Regions from separate parts of the Zea mays genome. Here region 2 is linked to region 1. The links are chromatin contacts, called in public Hi-C maps. All regions are on one chromosome and are shown on one strand. Each heading gives the region's core, a stretch centred on a gene start, on an enhancer-like site or on the middle of the called end of the contact. The rest is flanking DNA. Distances are from core to core; before and after follow the strand shown. Region 1 holds the start of LOC100191504 (P-loop NTPase domain-containing protein LPA1 homolog 1). Region 2 holds the start of LOC100272672.

Region 1 (5,824 bases), core at 1,159-3,658:
CACGTACAGCAAACCTCTCTGTGTGCTTACCCTCATTAGAGATGTAGATCATGAAAGGTATGATCGAAGGATGTTTCCTCATTAGACCCATCTGGAATAATTAAAAGGAAATGTAGAATAATTTGGGCAAGTTAACAATGAATGTTACAACTAACAACTCCACTTCTATTAGCAGAAGAAATGCAATATAGTGGGTCTGATACGACCTAAAAGAATCAATAGCTGGAATGATAGGAAAGAAATGCAAATGAATAGTTTTCTGGAAGCACATACCACAAAATTAAGGCTTAAGTGAACACCCTCGACAACAACTGATTCTTTCCTATCTTCCCACGCAGTAATTAACCGATCCAAACTATCAATCACCATCTCGCTCTGTGCTTTAAAACCTTCAACGGCCATTTGCTTCTTCCCGATTGATTTCCCATCAACTTTTTCGGTAAGAGACCCACTTTTCTCATAATCAATAGTTGAGCTGCTTGATACGCCTGAGCGTTTTTTTGCTTTCCTCCTAGCTTTTGCTTCAGCAACTGCTACTGGATCAAGACATTCACCTGCATGGTAAGTTGATGCCCAGAGAAGAGGGTTTTCTTTTTCTTCAACAAAGCTTCGCATCATGTGACGTATTGAATCTGTAGAAACTACAGTTGTAATTCCTAACCTGCTTCCCTGTTAAAACATTAACATCTCTGTAAGGAAGAAATCAGGAAACCAAATAAAGCTAAAATTTTCCCACAAGTGCAGTGGACATAATCTAGTTTTGGAATGAACATAATTTACTATTCCTAAGTCTTTCCCATACCAGCTATGGAGAAAGATTCACGAAAAAAAAAACAATCAAGGGGGAACTTAATTCGCTAATAACATTACTTTGTTCTATCCTGGTGTGACAGACTTCCATTTAGTAATAATATAATATGTACTTCATCTGCATCTCCAGTCTACTTCTACATTTTCACAACGATGTTCCTTGTCTGAATAGGTCTAAGACAGGTCCTAATGGATGATGAGAGGGAGCAAAAGGGCATACAAGTAAGGAAGTAAGAAAAAATAAAATTATTACCAGCAACGTAGAAAGAGTAGACTTGCCACAGCCACTAGTTCCACAAAGAAGAACCGTGATAGATTCCTTTCGTTCACGAATCCTAAGGCAAGATGAAAGAACATAAGTGAAAGGGACAAGGATACAATATGAACACCTTTAAAAAGTTCCCTTTGAAATGTATGTGATCAATCCGGAGGCACTAATGCTTGTGGGTCTGAAACAGTAAAGGGGTGTTTGGTTTGTAGGGACTAATTTTTAGTCCCTCCATTTTATACTATTTTAATCCCTAAATTGCCATATACAGAAACTAAAATAGAGTTTTAGTTTCCGTATTTTACAATTTATGAACTAAAATGGAATAAAATGGAGGGACTAAAAATTAGTCCCTAGAAACCAAACACCCCCTAAGTGCAGTTTACATCGGTGACAACACAAGTATGGAAATTCGTTATAGATGTTAGCCCCTATAACAATTGCAATAAGACAATTTGAATCTCGTCCAATCGGCAAATAGGCATAGTTTGCATAGTCATCCTTTCAAGGAGTAACATTAGTATTGATTATGCTAAGTAATCAAATCACCATGCTACCTTGGCGTGTTCAGAATTATCTGTCCTGAGCATCACATTCAGAAATCAGGTTATATTATATATGAGCTGCTGAATGTTTCAGAACGACGTGACAAGCATGAACAGCGACGCAACAACAGATTACCTCAAAATGAGGGAATTTTTCAATTATTTTCTCAGCAAAATGAGGAAATCTTGAATTGCAGTGGCAGAAGAGAGGAGGGCAGGAAAGGTGTGGCGGACGGACCTGCAGGCGAGCATGAGATCGGCGCGCTGGTTGGGGGCAACGTACTTGTAGAGGGCGAGGGCGTCGAGGACGAGGTCGAGGAAGAGGTCCCTTGGGAGGAGGACGGTGGTCCGGCGCTTGTATAGCTCGAACTGGAACTGGCGGGGGCTTGCGGTCGGGGTGGCTTCGGCGACCTCGTACCTTTGTACCCGGGCGGAGGTGGCCGTGTCGCCGTGGCCCTGGTGGTCACCCCGGATGACATCAAACACCCTGCGGCTGATCTATACAAGAGAAAAGGAGGGAGCGGAGGACCGAATCAGACAAAAACACACGAAACATCGGAGGTCCGGTGGGATCGACATCGAAGATGTAGAGGCGGACGGACGGACCTCGAAGGCGTGGCGTGGCTTGCATCCCATGAGCTGGAGGGTGCTATGGAGGAGGGAGCGCGTGTATCGGAAGGAGGAGGCGTTCTCGTCAACCACCACAATGTACAGCAGCTTCGCCGACGCCATGGGCGCCGTGGCTGGAGGTCGCCGGCAGAAGGGAAGGTGGCGGTCCGCTCCGGTGGCTCTCCTTTCCCTTGCGTCGTCTGGTTCCTCCGGTCTTGTTCTGGTTCTGGTTCTTATTCGGTGGGTCAGCTCGGATAGTCGTGGCTCCTCGGTTTGGGCTTTTCCCGTGCCCTTTCACCTGCCGGGCCTGACACGACACGGCGGCTTACATCTTCTACCACAATTTGAATTTCGCCTCACCTCATTCTTAATAAATAACTAGCCCCCTCATTCTTAATAAATAACTAGCTCCGTGATTTTACTACGGTTTTTATATATCATATAAATAGATATTAAAATATTTATTCAAATATAATTATTATTTATTTGTAAACATTAAGTTACATATAGTTTTGTGGTTAGCCACAAATTTCTAGAGTAGGGAATGTGTGTTCAAATGCTCGTTTTGCACTATTTTTATATAAATATTGTTTATTTCCAAACACTAAGGTACGTGTGGTCTGATGATGGCTGCGCGAGCAGTAGTTGAGAGAATGCTAAGCGTGGAGCTAACATGGCACGACGCCGAGGCGAAGGCGCGTGGGACAGACACAGTGTGTCAGCGCGAGGTGAAGCCGTGGTAGCACCAGGTAACTACTTTTCGTTCTTAATAGTAGTAGAAATAATAATAAAGCCTAAGACGTTTTGAGTGTTTTAATAATTTTATTATACATTTACATATAATATTGAAGTGGTTGGTTTAGAGAATTATTCCGTTCTAGATGATGTCATATTATGAGTCTATCACTGAATTTAGTGAAATAACTTTATTTCTCATACACTACTATTAATTATTATCTTATGAGAAATAGGTGATGATATATGAACTCATTCTATTTTATAAACTAAATAAAAATTAGAGTGAGATGATGACAGACTATCTCATTTTACAAAACAAACACATTCTACGTTTAGATATGTGGTAAGAGCAATATATCCAGAATAATTAAAATATTTTATAATTTAGAATAAAGATTGCAGTAAATATATGCACTCATTACACCGACTGCAGCATGAGATATATTTTATTGTGGGGTTCTTGCGAAAATAAGCAAGCATTTTTTATCAGATTTATTTAATTGAGCTTAGCCTAACCTTATAAATCAAATAAACTTTTAGACCCATAATAAAAGTGATTACAACAATAACGAGGTAATCTGGTAAGGAAAATTGATATTGTGATGGTTTAACTGTAATAGATGGTTATTGCAGATGGACCCTCTCGTGATTCTTATCCACCAAATCAGCCCTTAAAAAAGAGAAAGACATGCCACACACTAAAACGTCCTAAATGGGATCAGGCCGCCATATCCATAACATAAGTTCTGTGATATTGATGAAAGTTTTGTTAGATAATTATACGCTTTAAAGTTAAATTAATTTCTAAAGCAACTACTAAATGAAATAGTGATGGATCACTTATGACAAAAAAAACATCATATCCATATAACTAAGTATATCATCATGACTTATAATGAAGTTTGCTACAATGAAGTTATGGAGTAGTCCATAGAATGTTGGAGATCAGATCTGCAAGCAATCGTAAGAACGCTACCTAAAAACTTGATTTGCTCTAACCCGTGCAGGTTCTTCAGCTGAGTAAGGTTTCGAAGACACTCATTTCTCATCCATCTCATCACATCAGTGTTAGGGATGAAAACTCCTTAGGTCATGCAACACCGAGGACTCTCTCGCCTAAACTCTATACGAGAGTAGATTGGTTATTCCTCGTCCCTTTTGGAAAGAATGGCCTCTCTATTATATAGGTGAGTAGGATTTAGAATAGCCCCTTAACTTCCAACATGTGACTAAACTTTTCATCATTAGATCATGCATGGGGGTCTTTGAGATTTTTAGTATGAATTATTTAGAGGAATATGGGGTCAACGCCCAAATAAATTTAACAATTTTCCACCAAATCTCAAAGTCAACATTTAATTGACTCTCAAAATATCATAAAATACTAAATCTGATATACCAATTTAATTATAGAGACTATTAAGTTGAGCATCCATCTAGACCTAGAAACTACACCAGCTCACAACCGCTCAATGGACTCAGCTTGAATTGGTTTGTGTGAAGTAGTTTTATTCAAGAATTTGACTCATACTTAACGCCCATTAGGCTACCTCCTTAGGGCTTGTTCGGTTAGCTCTCAATCCATGTGGATTGAGTGGGATTGGATAGGTTTGAATCCCAAACAAGTCAAATTTATTAAGAATTTTTTCCAATCTCATTCAATCCATGTGTATTGGGAATAACCGAACAAGGCCTTAGATGGATCTTATAAGTCATACCCATGTGTCTCATCCATGAGCTTCTTAGAGAGTTCCCACACCTCATATACCATGACCAAAAGTCAGTTTATGTTGGTGTCTTTGTCCAAGAATACCATGTACGAAGATATCTTGTTGTTAAGCCTTCAAAACGTTAAGAAAAATATCATCATGCCTTACAGACTCAAGAGTAACTCAAGAGTGCCGCATCTTCAATATAGAGGGTAACAATTATAATATACCCTTAGTTACACATGTTGCTTGTTTAACACCCCATCGCACCATTAGTTCACATTGTTGCACACCACTCTGATGTTCCTCTCTAGCCCATGCATCGACTATGCCGTTGCATTCCTGAGCTTGGAGCATGTTCCCACCGTCGAGTTATATCGTGTGAGCTTCGCCTTCATCTCCTGCATCTAGTATATACCTTGGTTCTCTCTCACCCACTTATCGCTTCAACCACCATTGCCCTTGCAGTCGGACTATCGCCTGCTCATCTCCCTGTTCCAATGTCGCTAATTCGTATCCAGTGTCCAGGGACCCTCGGTGAGTGTACCCATTCAACATTGTATTCCATGTGCACGTTAGTTTGCTCTTCGCGTGTTCCTAACTCACCGGCATTGTGGCTCTACTCAAGCCAGATCCCACCACCTTCGAACCTGTTGAGCACCAAAATGAGGTGCGGACGGTCCGCGCCTGTGGGCCGGACGGTCCGCGCACGCGCAGAATAGATTAGGGTTCCGAGTTTTGTGCTATGTTTGTTAGCTATATCCGCGGAATTAGCTCGGAATCCGGTCGTGTAAAGGGTCCAGCCCCCCTCCTCTATAAAAAGAGAGGCCTACGGCCGATTTGTAATCAACAATCGAATCAATACAACTTCTATTCGCATTTATTTCCAGTACAATTAGGAGTAGTTCTAGTCTAGTTCTAGTTTAGCCTCTCGATCCCTAAATTTTCCGTCTCTCCTCGACTCTACGTCGATTAGAGGAGTCTAGGTCGGCCGGCCCGAGCCTAGACAACCCCTAGGATCTCTTCTCCCCGACGGGGTCCCTCCCGGGAGCGAGATCCAGGCGCCGCCGGTGATTTTCCGCCGCCCCTGCACACACGCGGACCGTCCGGCCCCAGGGCGCGGACCGTCCGGCCGTCAGGCAGGA
Region 2 (5,824 bases), core at 2,463-4,962, 160 kb before region 1:
TGGACGTCCCGGGCCTGATGACGCGCTTCTCCGGCGAGTGCTCGGCCTGCCCACTCCTGCTCGATGTTTTGCCGGAGCTGCACAAGTTTCCCTGCTTCCTCGTCGAGCTTGGCTTGCATCTCACGGATTTGCTCGAGCTGTGTGTCTTGACCCCCCGCAGGGACTGGGACCACAGCTAGCTCCCGCAGGATGTCAATGCGAGAAGCAGGCCCAGGGGGATCGTCATCCTCCGGCATACCAAGGTGGTTGCCTTCGTCGTGACCCCCTAGATCGACGTGGAAACATTCGCAACTTAGGTCACAACCTTCATCGTCAAGGCTGTGGCCATCATCGGAGCAATCGGAGAGGCAGTAGTCACATGCGGTCATGAAGTCTCGTATGGCACTGGGATTACCGAGCCCGGAGAAATCCCAACCAAAGTCGGGCTCGTCTTCTTCCTCGGAACCCAGGGGCCCATAGGTTGAGACGGCCGTCAGTCGGTCCCAGGTTGACCACATATGGTACCCCGGAAGGTTGGGGTATGCCTTTACGAAAGCGCTCACCGAAGCGGGGTCGCTTGGTGGATCGAAGCTGAATCTAAAAGGCACAGGGTGGAAAATGGACGGTACCTCTCGATCGATGGACGGTGACGAGGTCGCGTCGGGGACGGACTACACTGTTGTCTCAGGTACGAGGCTAACACCCAGCAAGCCCTCTGCGAGAGTGCTGGCGTCATCTATCCGCTTGGGGTTGGCATGTTGCGGGGAAACGACACCCGTCGTTGTCTCAAGCGCGAGGACAACGCCCGACATGTCCCCCGCTGGGGTGCCGGCGTCATCGACTCGCTCGACAGCCGACGAGGTGCCGCCTCCTGCCTGGCCATGGTTGCCTTGCCTCCTCCTCCTGCGGCGAGGAAGGCGGCGGGACAAACCCGGATGATGCTCTTCCGCCACGGGGGGAAGACGTCGTCGAGTCCGCCGCCGCCGGGCGAGCTGACGGTCGTCGTTGTCGCTGTCGCGCTGCGGGGGAGGAATACCATGTCGTAGCTGCCGTCGAGGGACATGAACTCGAGACTCCCGAAACAGAGCAGCGTCCCGGGCTGAAGAGGTTGCTGGAGACTACCCATCTGGAACTCAACGGGAAGTTGTTCGTCAACACGCAGCAGGCCCCTACCTGGCGCGCCAACTGTCGGCGTTTCGACCCCGGGGGGTCCCTGGACCGACGAGTAAATTTGTCGCTGCGCGTCCCAGCCCAGATGGGTTGGCGCGAGACGGAACACAAGGGGGGAAAACGCGGCTCGTGTTGCCCCGCGCCACGGGGGGTGTGCTTGCAGTAGGGGTTACAAGCGTTCACGAGAGAGAGAGAGAGTGAGCCTGTTCGTCAGCCTGTTCTCCCGCGCGACCCTTTTGCATGAAGGCCCTGGACCTTCCTTTTATAGATGCAAGGAGAGGGTCCAGGTGTACAATGGGGGTGTAGCTATGCGCTAACGTGTCCGATAGAGAGGTGCCTGAGCCCTGTGTACATGCCAACGTGGTTGTCGGAGAGGTGCTAGAGCCCTGTGTACGCGGTATCGTGGCCATGGGAGGAGCGCTTGAGCCCTGTAGAAGCACAGCTGTCGGGGCTGCTGGGACCTTGCTGACGTCTCCTTGCTTCCGTAGGGGGCTGAGAACCACCGTCGTCATGGACGCACGCGGGGAGCCATCATTACTTGTTACCGGGGCGAGCCTAGATGGGACACCGGTCTTGTTCCCCCGTAGCCTGAGCTAGCTAGGGGTAGGGTAATGATGTATCCCCCGTGGCGCGGTCGGTCCGAGCCCAAGGTCGGGCGAGGCGGAGACTCCTCCTGAGGCCGAGGCCGGGGTCGGGCGAGGACGCGATTCCTCCCAAGGTCGAGGTCGAGGTTGAGGCTGAGCCCTGGGGTTGGGCGAGGCGGAGACCACCTTCCGAGGCCGAGGTTGAGGCCAAGCCCTGGGGTCGGGCGAGGCGGAGACCACCTTCCGAGGCCGAGTTTGAGGGCGAGCCCTAGGGTCGGGCGAGGCGGAGTCCTCCTTCCGAGGCCGAAGTTGAGGCCGAGCCCTGGGGTCGGGCGAGGCGGAGACCACCCTCTGAGGCCGAGGTTGAGGCTGAGCCCCAGGGGTCGGGCGAGGCAGAGATTCTTGTTGCGCCTGAGGCTAAACTTGACTATTGTCAGCTTCACCCTGGCGGGTGGCACGGCAGTCGGAGTGGGGCGAGCGGCGCTGTTTTCCTGTCAGGTCGGTCAGTGGAAGGGCGAAGTGACTGCGGTCACTTCGACCTTGCCGACTGAGGCACGTGTGTCAGGATAAGGTGTCAGGCGATCCTCGCATTGAATGTGACTGCGATACGGTCGGTTGGTGAGGCGATTTGGCCAAGGTTGCTTCACTACGAAGCCTGCCTGAGCTGGGCTTCGGGCGAGTCGAGGGTGTGCCCGTTGTTTGAGGAGGCCCTCGGGCGAGGCGTGAATTCGTGTGGGACTACTGTTCCCGCCCGAGGCTAGGCTCGGGCGAGGCGAAATCGCGTCCCTTGAGTAGACGAAGCCTTGACCTGAATCGTGCCCATCAGTCTCTGCACCTTGTGCTGATGGTGGTTACCAGCCGTGTTTAGGAGTGTTGGGGGTACCCCTAATTACGGTACCCGACAAGTTTAGAATCCTAACCGATCGCAATAAGGATCTAAACTGAACGCGAGATTTTCGGGTGCAGATCGGATCGTGGATAGCTATCGGTTTGCGGACTCGGCCCTATATAAGGCGCCTAGCAGCCGACATCAAATTCATCCCAATTTTCGCCTCTGCTCACAACTGCGTCGCCATCGTAGTTTTCTTAATCCCGACCGCCGACGTGCATCTGCGATCGGGAGAGCGAGTCTCCGTAACCCTTCGCCTTCGAGATTCTACACCGGGAGAGGGCGAATAAGGTTTTTGGGAAGCGTCCTCACGCGACTGCTCACGATCTTGTCGTCGAACCCTGCTGCTTCGACGTCATCGGCCCCGCTACTTCGACGTCGTTGACCCTGCTAATTCCGGCCCGCGTCATCTATCAGTATGTCTGATTAGTACGCATCATCTGATTTGACTTTATACTTCAGTTCTTATGATTTGGTCATGATTTATATTCGGAATTTAATCTGGAAAATGTATAATATTTCAACAGTTTTCACAAGACAAATTAAAACAGATTTAATCGGCAAAAATAAGCAGTATTCTAGGAATGCTAGAATTGAAGAGGAAAATAACCTGGTTTCAGAAGAATATCTAGTTGTCTCCAAAAAATTCTGGTCATCTAATATACTCCATGCCATGGCACAGATTGCATCATAGGTGCGCTTGTTTACTATCTGAAGAGCCATGGCAAAAGCTATTGCGCACTTGAACTAATAATGGAATAAATAATTAAGATTGTCGTATCCAGAACACTGTTAATCTTATGTGCCGTTTGGTTTATATATTTGTAACGTGATAGGTAACTGATAACATTAGATCATGTTTATTTAGATCTAACCATAATCAGATATCACACTATGAACTAATAACAACCTATTTAAACTTGTTTCCACGAGTGTGAATCACTATCGTTGCTATTTACGTTGCATTTCATGAAACAAACAACTACTACTATTTAAAGCGGATATATAAACGAGCAAAGTATTTTTATATTAATTATATTGGTTATAGAGTAGAGTTTATAATATAAGAGGGAGATAAAAACAAACTAGAGACATTAGTATTAGTGGGTTAGGTTAGGTACATGCCTAAACACAAGCAAGTGGGCAGACCACTAAAGTCTACAACAGCTTCAGCTGCAGCGTTCCTCTCCCGTATCCTGTGCCAGCTGACTCGCCTTCTCAAGTTCTGAAACGCAGCGGAGCGCGCCGGAGGAGAGCAAAGCGGACAGTGGAGGATAGAGAGAGCAGAACACCAGATCAGATCAGATGGCGCCTCCGTCTCCCCAGCCGCCGCTAGTGCGCGTGCTCGACCGCATCCGCGTCTCGCCGCCGCCGGCTGATTCTGAGCAAGAGCCTGCGCTCCCCCTCACTTTCTTCGACGTTGCCTGGCTCTTCACCGGCCCCGTCGAGCGCCTCTTCTTCTTCCGCCACCCGGAGCCGGCCTCCACTCTCCCGCTCCTCCGCTCCTCGCTCTCCCTCGCGCTCCGCCGCTTCTACCCACTCGCCGGCACCATCAGGCCCCACGCGCCCTTCCTCTGCTCCTACACCCATGGTACCGATGCCCTCACCATGGTCGTCGCCGAGTCGAACAGCCCCGACGATTTCGACAGCCTCGTAGCCAGGTCACGCAGGGACCTGGACAGGATCCGCCCCCTCGTTCCGCAGTTGCCGCCGCCGGGGGAAGACGGAGCGTTCGCGCTCGCCGCCGTGCAGGCCACTGTCTTCCGAGGCCGTGGCCTCTGCCTCGGCGTCTCCGTCCACCACGCTGCCTGCGACGATGCCTCCACCATGCATTTCGTCCGCACCTGGGCCGCTACCTGCCGCCTAGGACTCGAGAACGACGACGGATCCGAGGACGCCGTGCTACCGCCACGGCCGGTGCTGGACCGCTCCGTCGTCGCCGACCCCGACGACCTGCGCGGGAAGACGCTCGCCGGGATGGCGCGCCTCGCCCCTCCTCCTTCTCCGCCGCCGCCGCAGCAGGAGGAGAAGACGCCGATGGTGATGGCGTCGTTCCTGCTGGGGCGCGAGCAGATCGACCGGATCAAGGAGGGCGCGGCAGCAAAGGCATCGTCTTTCGTGGCGGCGTCGGCCTTGGCGTGGGTGTGCCTCCTCAAGTGCGGTTCCGTTGGCGTCGCGGGCGCCCGGCGCAGCCACATGCTCTTCTCCGCCGAGTGCCGGTCCAGGCTGACGCCACCGCTGCCGGCCGAATACTTCGGCAACTGCCTGCGCCCCTGCTTCGTGGAAGCCGCCACGGCGGACCTTCTCTCTGGGGAAACTGAGGACGGGGTGGCTGCGGCGGCGTCGGCGATCGGGAGCGCGATCCAGGAGATGGAGCAGGGCGTGCTGGAAGGCGCGGAGGGGTGGTTGGGCAGGGTGCTGTCGGTGCTTCCCGAGCGGCCCATGTCCGTGGGCGGGTCCCCCAGGCACGGCGTGTACGAAACCACGGACTTCGGGTGGGGCCGGCCGGCGAGGGTGGAGATGGTGTCGGTGGAGAAGACGCCCGGGACGGTAGCGCTGGCAGACAGCCCGGAGGGAGACGGAGGCATCGAGCTCGGGGTGGTGTTGCCGCCGGACGCCATGGATGCATTTGCTTCGTGCTTTGCGCATGCCGTCGGCGCCAACGTCTGATTGGCATTCCGATCCGAGGTGCAGCTGCTGCGCCAAAAGATTCGATTGAAGCAGCGTATTATTTGTGCTTGATTAATTGATTTACTTTACTGTCTTGAGAGTGAGCTCGTTCTTGCTGCGGATGTGCGAAGTCAAGGAATAAACAACCGGATTGTTCCGAAATCAATCAAGCGTCACTATGATTTATGAATGAACCGTTTGCAATGACCATGAGATTATGACTGTAATATAGAACAAAAAAGCAGGGAAGAAGTGAGGAACGCAGGAACATAAGCTTAGCTGCAAGGGAACGGAGCTGGTACGATGTAGGAAAATCTTAGTTCTTGAAACACAGAGCCTAGCTCCTTTGTTGGCTACTAAAATTGTCATGCCAAAGATTTTGCAGGTAAAAGTTACCAATAGTTGGACAAAGATATTTACTATTGATTTATCAAGCTAAACGAGAGAGGTTGGCATATCATGCTAGCATGAAAGCTAAAATTTTAGTTTGTGCAAATGTTTGCAACCAAACTTTCATCACCAACGCGATGGA

What was found. Hi-C and Micro-C count contacts between places; a contact is called where the count stands out from the background.
Region 2: a contact with region 1 is called in a Hi-C map of ear, with 4 times the contacts expected there. The contact joins the promoter of LOC100272672 here to the promoter of LOC100191504 in region 1. A contact is called at or near these places in 5 of 25 Hi-C or Micro-C datasets (ear, leaf and tassel).

Annotation. Positions count from the first base shown.
Region 1 is chr2:168,766,440-168,772,263 of Zm-B73-REFERENCE-NAM-5.0, reverse strand. LOC100191504 (P-loop NTPase domain-containing protein LPA1 homolog 1) reads right to left here and starts at 2,408. Exons shown (of 7, transcript NM_001136936.1): 1 at 2,230-2,408; 2 at 1,862-2,121; 3 at 1,064-1,145; 4 at 274-669; 5 at 1-91. The coding sequence starts at 2,355.
Region 2 is chr2:168,928,457-168,934,280 of Zm-B73-REFERENCE-NAM-5.0, reverse strand. LOC100272672 reads left to right here and starts at 3,712. Exons shown (of 1, transcript NM_001147129.2): 1 at 3,712-5,478. The coding sequence starts at 3,928. The coding sequence ends at 5,292.